Linked DNA regions of Sus scrofa: all the other regions are linked to region 2. A link is a contact called in public HiChIP or PLAC-seq data. All regions are on one chromosome and are shown on one strand. Each heading gives the region's core, a stretch centred on a gene start, on an enhancer-like site or on the middle of the called end of the contact. The rest is flanking DNA. Distances are from core to core; before and after follow the strand shown.

What was found. HiChIP or PLAC-seq counts read pairs in DNA pulled down with a chosen protein or histone mark.
Region 1: a contact with region 2 is called in an H3K27ac HiChIP or PLAC-seq map of skeletal muscle, with 5 times the contacts expected there. The contact joins the promoter of COMMD2 here to the promoter of TM4SF1 in region 2. A contact is called at or near these places in 1 of 47 Hi-C or Micro-C datasets (heart right ventricle) and 1 of 2 datasets of contacts at active chromatin or transcription factors (skeletal muscle).
Region 3: an H3K27ac HiChIP or PLAC-seq map of skeletal muscle shows a contact between it and region 2. The contact joins the promoter of WWTR1 here to the promoter of TM4SF1 in region 2. A contact is called at or near these places in 1 of 47 Hi-C or Micro-C datasets (heart right ventricle) and 1 of 2 datasets of contacts at active chromatin or transcription factors (skeletal muscle).

Annotation. Positions count from the first base shown.
Region 1 is chr13:89,968,333-89,971,032 of Sscrofa11.1, forward strand. COMMD2 (COMM domain-containing protein 2) reads right to left here and starts at 1,252. Exons shown (of 5, transcript XM_003132482.5): 1 at 1,091-1,252; 2 at 913-990. The coding sequence starts at 1,157. LOC102162381 (a long non-coding RNA gene) reads left to right here and starts at 1,329. Exons shown (of 3, transcript XR_001299763.2): 1 at 1,329-1,527; 2 at 1,692-1,860.
Region 2 is chr13:89,598,722-89,601,605 of Sscrofa11.1, forward strand. It overlaps TM4SF1 (transmembrane 4 L6 family member 1), which reads right to left and starts at 1,339. Exons shown (of 5, transcript XM_003132478.4): 1 at 948-1,339. The coding sequence starts at 1,124.
Region 3 is chr13:89,888,099-89,890,798 of Sscrofa11.1, forward strand. WWTR1 (WW domain-containing transcription regulator protein 1) reads right to left here and starts at 1,449. Exons shown (of 8, transcript XM_013992351.2): 1 at 1,268-1,449; 2 at 708-1,092; 3 at 660-705. The coding sequence starts at 1,089.

The DNA.
Region 1 (2,700 bases), core at 2-2,501, 370 kb after region 2:
TATATCCTGAAAAACTATAATTAAAAAAGATAATGCACCCCTATGTTCATAGCAGCACAATTCACAATATCCAAGACATGGAATCAACCTAAATGTCCATCGACAGATGAATGGATTAGGAAGATGTGTGACATACACACAATGAAATACTACTCAGTCATAAAAAAGAATGAAATAATGCCATTTGTAGCAACATGGATGCAATTAGAGATTCTTATACTAAGTCAAAAAGTGAAAGACAAATACTATGTGATATCCCTTATATGTGGAAGCTAAAATATGGTACAGATGAACCTACCTACGAACAAAAACAGACTCACAGACATGGAGAATAGACTTGTGATTGCCACGGGTGGGAATGGAGGGAATGGGATGGAGCAGGAGTTTGTGGTTAGCAGATGCAAATTATTACACTTAGAATGGATAAGCAATGAGGTCCTGCCACACAGCACAGAGAACTATATCCAATCACTTGTGCTAGAACATGATGGAAGAAAACATGAGAAAAAGAAAATACATAATTGGGTCACTTTGCTGTACAGCAGAGGTTGACGTAACATTGTAAATCAATTATACTTTAGTAAAAAATTTAAAAAACCTAATAATAACTAAACACTTGCATATTTATGGTTCACCCATCGATTCCACACACTTGGGTGCGTTTAAGCAACGGTAACTCTGGCAGATGGTATGTCTATTTACACCTGATGAAATCGACTTAATACAAGCTTTAAAAAACAATACTTAGAGGACCGGCAGGATTTGCGCCCTAACGGAAGAGCCTTTCTGTTTTATTCTGCTACAACGGGAATAAACCCTTAGATTCTCAATAATCCTTTCGTCTCCAGGGCAACAGAAAACGGCCCGCACTTCCCCGCGCAGTTTGCAAGGTTGCACCTTTCCCTTTCTTACTCGCAGCGCCTTCGTAGATCTTGGGGTTCGAGCCTCGCCTCAGGAACTCCACCGCAATTCGCCCAAACTCGGCGACCACTGCAACGGAAGCCAGGAGACCGTGAGGTTCCCCCCGCCCCACGACACCGATCCCCTCCCCAAAGCGCAGAGCACCACCCTCTGCCGCCTCGCCCTTGACCTGCGCTGTCCACTTGCGGCAGGAAGGCAAGATGCTCCTTATGTTCCTCGGACAGGTCAAGCAGCATCTTCACCGGTATGCGGATTTCAACCCGCAGCACTATCCCCGCCCTCGCCACTTCCGGGCCTTCTGTCCAAACGTAAAGAGACTCCGGCGCCTCAGCGTCCCCGAGCTTTGAGTTCCGGCTTTCGGCAGTCCTACTCGCAAACTTCTGCCGCGGTGCATACTGGGATCAGAGGGTTCTTCTGTTCTCAAATGAGAGGTCCTCTGCTGGGCGCAGGATGCTAGGCTCTGTGGAGGATGAAGAGAAGTTTAAAATTCGACACGCCCCCTTGTGGCGCTTACATTAATAAGGTCAATCGCTAACATTAAGTACTATGTCAGGAAATGTTCTTTACATATATTAACTTATTTAGAGTTCCCAAGAACCTTATGAGGTAAGTACCATTATTGTTCCCTTTAGATGAAAAGGAAACTGCGAGACAGGCCAAGCAACTGAAAGTAACTTTTATAGAGTTATTAGTTTCCACGGAGTTTTTGTGTATGTTATATTGATCTATCTCATTTAATGCGCTCAGTAGCCATGGCATTGTTTGTACAGGTGGATCGTTTTTACAGCGTGGGATATCATTTGTTCAGATGAAGAATCGAAGCTCCAAAGATTACGTTATAAGCCAGTGACAGAGCTGAAAGAAGGTCAGATCCCTTGATCACATGCTCCAAAATTCATCATTCTACACAGCAGGCTGAAAGCTGAAGGTTTGTAACAGGTTTGTATCAGAACTTGATAAAGATGAGGAAGAAAGTAGGCCAATGACTATGCTTCTCTTTAATGTCATGTGTTGAGGATAGTGTGAGAATTCAGTTCCTTTCCCAACTCACTCTTCCCATCTGCTGTGGTTTTAAATATAAGAAACTACACTACAGAATTGCTCATCGATAGGAATGTGACTCTTCAAATATCACCCTCTTGATGGCGGAAAGGGTAGGGGAAAAGAGAGACTTCACATCTGTGGTTATATCTAAGGATTGAGACAGCTTTCTATACTTCAAGTCTCCTGAGCAGAAGTGAACGTTGGAAGAGTTTTTTTTTTTTTTTTTTTTTTTTTTTTAGCTCTGCTCTCTGTGTCTACCTCATCCCTCACATCTGACTGAAACTGAAATTGTCTCCTCCACTGGGGTATAGAAAGGCAGGTCCTTAATCTTGTTAGGTCTTGAAGAGCATTTGCAGAGAGAGCACAATTTTTACTTAGACTATAAGTTGCAGATAAGCAAAAATGGCTTTTTTTTTTTTTTTTGACTTTTTGTCTTTTCTACGGGCGCACCTGAGGCATATGAAGGTTCCCAGGCTAGGAGTCCAATCGGAGCTGTAGCCTCCAGCCTACGCTACAGCCACAGCAATACCAGATCTGAGCCGATCCTGCAACCCACACCACAGCTCACGGCAACACCGGATCCTTAACCCACTGAGCAAGGCCAGGAATCGAACCCGCAACCTCATGGTTCCTAGTTGGATTCGTTAACCACTGAGCCATGACGGGAACTCCAAAAATGGCATTTTCTGAAGAAGGTTTTGTTTGTGCATTGAGAAAATTCCCATTGTATGGGGA
Region 2 (2,884 bases), core at 89-2,588:
ACAAATGATTCTGAAATTATACCTCAATAAAACAAAACAAAAACTAACTCGAGAACTAGTAGGGAAAAAAGACAAGTCATTATGTTAGCATGATAGTAATGCTTAAATTCAAAATAGATTTGCCATACCACAGTTAGTACATTAAGTTTAAATACACTCTATTTGACTAAGAAAAGTGTTCTGTAGGGTATTAGCAATTCCATAAAACTTCTCTTCAAAATTCTTAATGCCAGCATTTTAAAGTGGCAAACTCAAGTTTGTCCACATTCTTTCCATGCTGTGGTTGAAGCTAATGCTTTCAACTCCCAGGTTGGCAGGCAAATTCCTCTCACTTCACTTAGAAACAGACCTTGGAAAAAGCAACACATTCCACTATTAGCTTCAGACACTGATTTGCTGCTAACTGAAGGATTTTTTTCCTGAACGCCACACCCCAGGCTTACATAAAGGAGAACATTTATAGTCCTTTTTAAATAGTAATGCGGTTGCAATCCATTATTTTTCTGTCACAAATGCCTGAGAATAAACAGCAGAGAATCTGGATCCAAAACTCTGTTGATTTAGACAGAGAATCAGCCAACTCCTCCCAGTGTCCCCTACCTCCACCCCCCCACCCCTGCTGGAGCAAATGTTAAATGACTCCCTCCTGCAGGACCTGAAACGCTATAGTTTCTAGAATCTGATTTTAAAACTAATATCTCTTTCTAGCTGTAAAGGAAAAGAGCTTAGCCCAAAGGGAGTTTGCTTTTCTTTGAAAGGAGATTTTGTAAAACAACATGTAATAAAATGAATACACTGTACCCATCTCAGGGTTCATAAAATCTGCCTTCAGAAGAATGAACAACAATCCTGGATTTGGAAAGATGCCTGATAGAAAACTTTCTATGAAAATATTTCATTTCATGGGAGAGAAGTTTTTAAGGCTGTAATAGTTCCAAGTGACTTACCAGCAAGCCCCCTCCTGCAATGCCAGAGAAGAACCACACAAAGCGGCTGAGATGGTTTTCAGAAGCATACTTTGTCTCCCCATTGGGAAAGTAAAGCAAAATATTAGCTACGATACAGAGGACGGCGAGCCAGGCCAGAGAGTGTCCGATGCACCGAGCACACTTCCCGTAGCACATGGTGGTGGTGGTGGAGTTTATTTCTTTCTCCTTCACTGTGCGGCGGCTCAGCAATGGCCCAGATCAGATGAAAGCGTGCCTGTTTGTGGAGAAAGCAAAAGGAGTTCCCAGCCCATTCCTGCACCCTCTTAAATACTCTGAGTTCTGAGGCACCGGGGTGGATGAGGTACTGGGCTTTCATTGGTCCTGATTGCAGGCTCCGGTTGGGGTGGAGGGAGGTGGGGAAATGTCCCGCCCTTCAGATGAAATCCTTGGGACAAGCGAAACCAGAGGCAGGACGTGAGAAACAGCCTCAGTCATAGCCAAGAGAGAAAATGATTAATCCTCAACAAGAAATTCACTGTGTAACTGCTTCACAGGATTAGAAAAAAAAACAGGAAAGTCTATATTACAACTTTTCAGTAAGTGCCAAGCGTCCACAGCGTGATAGTCGAGCTTGGGGCTGCGATTCTGTTCCACTGCAGCTGTCTGGGTAGCTTCCAGTTGGAAGGCTCTGTGTATGCTCCCACCACGGCACTGATTTAATCCAAGACCTGGGGCAAGTCTCCTGAGCTCTGAGCTCGTTTCCTTGTCTGTTAAAGGCAAGGTGTCCAAACCATCACCCACAGATCTCAGGAAGCTGTTGAGAAAATTACAGAGTTGCCTTCTTTCCTCTGCCTCTGCTGTGCTCTGCAAGACTACGCCTACTGTCCAGCCTTCCTGGACATCTGCCTCCAAAACAAACCTGGCACCGAAACAAAGGTGGCATTAGTCAACACAAAAAGCTCAGGCGCCTTTTTGTTCCTGAATATTACCGTCAGGCAAAGCAGGAAGGGCCTCGGGAAGCCTAAAGCCTGGGGGAAGAATAAAAAGAAGAAGAAAGAAAAAGAAAGGAAGGGAAGAATAAGCAACTTGGCAAGCAGAGTGGGGAAACAAGATTGACAGAGCCTGAAATTACCGAGAGAAACACACATGGCTGAGGAGTGTGCAAGGGTGAGCAGCCATCTACCAGCCAGATTCTGAGATGAGCTGTTACAGGCTTGAAGGAAAAGGCAGAGAACAGTGTTAAACCAACTTTCTGATGTGGTTATCTTGCAGCAAGAGGGGTTGGCTTCTCAATCATTTTAGCCCTTGAGTGACAGGTGGCACTGGCCAGCAAGGCTGAAGGAGGACAGGATGTCCAGGTGGGACCAGAACTGGAGGGGCTCCATCATTAGGAAGTATGAAGAGTACAGAAAAAAGGAAGAAGCCCAGGATGAAGAATTGTTAGTTCAGAGATGGCAGGTGAGCTTGGCTGGTGAATCTGGAAGCTCAGGCTGAAGCCAGAATCTAAAGGATTCTGACCAAATCTAGAGGGCAGGACACATACCAAGCTGGAGGAACCAGCTGGAGCTAGTGACTTGGGATGCAAATAGGGTGGAAGACCCAAGAGGAAGAGGAGCTGAGCACACTAACAGGAGTGGGTATCCAGACTGGCCTGGGAAATGGATGGAAACTGAGTACAGACAGGGAAGCTGGAACGTCCCACCTGCTCAGATCTAGGGAGGAAGTTCTTCACAAAAACATCCTTCTATCACCACCATGCATCCAGTAACTGGGCACGTGTGCCCTCTGTCTTGGCTTTAAGTCCTATTGGAGACAGGATTCCACAGGTGTCACGGCCGTGGGTGGCAGCACAGGTGAACACCTGGGTCTTGTGCTGAAGCATCATCATTCTAACCCTCCACTCTGTAGACTTACCCAACCTGGGTCAAAAGAGGAAAGAGATCCTTTGATGACTT
Region 3 (2,700 bases), core at 199-2,698, 290 kb after region 2:
TCCACACAATTGATTTGTCCAGCCCACAACTACTTCACCAAGCAGTTCCTAATTACATCAGAGGTGCTGTGTGGTCATTATGTCACCCAGCTGGAAACAGTAAGGCTTACTGGGCAGTGTTCACTTTTCCAGCCTGCTTTTCCCAAGAATGGAGAGGCTGCAGACCCCTACATTAAGAAGAGTCCCTCTCCTCCCCAAGCCTCAGAACTTTTCTGGCATTTACATTTGTGTCTCGAACCCAATGGACCAGGCTCTGAATTATCTGATTAGAGGGGGCAGGGAAGGGATTAGAGCTTGGGTCCAGCAATCTGCATAGGTACTCCAGATTCAAGGACAGTCACCTATGTGTTTCATGAGAATCCTCCAAAAAGCACTTTTTTTACTCCTACTTTGAAGAATCTCCATGTCCTGAATCTCTTGTGACTTCCAGGACTCTGTAAGACCTTCACCAGACTCTTACAAGTTGATCTCTTACAATTCCAATACCCAGAGATTCACTCCCTACTTCAAGCTTCCCAGATCTCTGGGGAAAAAACCGTGGAAGGGCACTCATTTCACACACACGTACACACGCACACACGCACACACACGCACAAGAACCAGCGTGGGTGGGCTAAGTATCATGACTCTGTGTCCCCCCTAGCTCCAGGCTGACTTACTTGAGGAAGTATCTCTGGCCAGTGGCCGTGAAGGTCATCTCCCAGCCGGGGGCAGGGGCAGCTCGTCGGTCACGTCATAGGACTGCTGGCGGAGGTGCGCGTGCTGCTGCGCCGGGTTGCCAGCAGCACCCGCGCCAGTGCCCAGCTGCAGAGAAGCGGGAGACGAATGCGAGCGGACGTGCTGGGCGCCACCGGCCAGCCGGGGCCCGGGGTGGCCACCGGACGAGTCGGTACTCGACTGGCGCGAGTGCGAGCCGGAGTCAGGCTCCTTGAAGAACGACTCAGGCAGGATCTTCTTCCGCCAAGAGCTGGGCTTGGGGTTCATCACGGAGTTGAAGAGGGCTTCCAGGTCCGTGTCTAGGTCTTGAGTGACGTGGATCACTTGCTGCCCGGGTGGCGGGAGCGGAGGGGGTGCCGAGGCCGGATTCATCTTCTGTAAGGAGAAAAGAAGTCGGATTAACCTTTTTTATGTAAGGTTGAAGAAAGGGGTACAGGGCGGGCGCGGGGGTAGAATCAAAAGAAAAGAAAGGAGACACATAGGGGTCCTCCTCGAGACCCCAGACACCCATCAGTAAGACCAGCCGGATGGGGGAGGGGTCCCTTCTAACCTCGAGAATTATGCAACTTTCTTGAAGCCCAGAAGTTACCAGGAAAAGGGGGGGAGGGCACTGCTGGAAGTTAACTGCCCTGGAGACGCGGCTGAACTGCTAGTGGCAAAGGACAGGTCGAAACTTTCCAGGGCAGGCAGCCCCCAAAAAAGTTTCAACCGAGCCAACTCCGAGATATCTCGCCTCCGGAACCCGAGGAGCCAAGCGCCCTGGAGTGGTGCCGGGTGAACGGGCGCGCGCCAGCGGGCACTACCTGGGCGCGCAGAGAAGCCGAGTCTGGGCGTGCGGCGGCCGCCGTTCCGCCCGAACTCGCAGTCGGGCCTGGGTCACTCGGGTGCGTTCCGAACTTGCAGGGCTGGAGCCGGGGCCCGGCTGGCAAATTCCGACCCGACTCGGTGCCTGGCAGCCTAGGGGCTTCGGCTCTCACATCCCCCGAACTGGCCTCAGGCGCTCGCGCTCCGAGAGGAGGCGGAGGTGAAGCAGACTCAGCGGCTGCCGCGGATCCCCGACTGTCCCATAAACAAAGTTTGGAGCAAACTCCCACTCCCAGGAAAGAGGCGGGCCCGAAAGTTGAGCTGTTGAATTATGCATGACCTCCAAGTCCAGAGGCTGCCTGCCCCCGCTCGTCCCTCCCCTTCCTCCTCCTCTTTCCACCCCGGCTGCAGAAAACCCTGGGCTTGCTGGGTACTTTGCAGGGTAAGAGGAGCCGGGTACCCCCCACCCACTCCTCCTGGTCGCGCGGACCTCTCCCGCGGAGCCCTGGATCTGCATTCCTTTGAGTTTACCACGGACTTGGGGCGGGATCAAAGGGAAAGTGGCCCGAGCCTGTTTAATCAAGGACTTGCGGACCGAAACCAAGGCTGGGGGCGGCGGAGGGCACGAGGGTGAGGGGCCCAGATCGAGGAAGGGCCTGTCCTAGGCGCCGCTCCCTCTCTTCATGCAGGGTGCCGTGCCGAAGTTTTGAGCACAGGATCCCGGGACTGACCCATAGGGCGGGCCTGGGTGCGCCCCGACTCGAGTAGACACCAACGAGGCCAGCATTTCCAAGGGAGGCTGCTGAGAGCTCGTGACCATATTTGGTCTGGCGAGGAGGCACCTCGGCAGTTTGGCTTTCAATTGTCTGCTCGTGCGTAGACGGCTCACAGAAAGTGCTTCTGTCGTTAGGGATGGGGCTTCGTCAACTGGTTCATTGTAAACAAACAATCTTCAAACCTTTTATCAATCCTTTTTTTCCTCTCCGGGGTGACTCGAGTTACTAGGAATTGAGAAGAAACCTAGCCAGAGCTGGGCGCTGGAAAAGGAGAGCAATTGCGCCCCCCTCTCTCCAGAGACATCCGCGCGGGTTAGTGGGAGGATTGGAATGTCCCTGACGCCCTCCGAAGAGCCTGGAGCCGGGATGGAACCAGAGCAGGTGGCTGGGAGTAGAAAGGGTG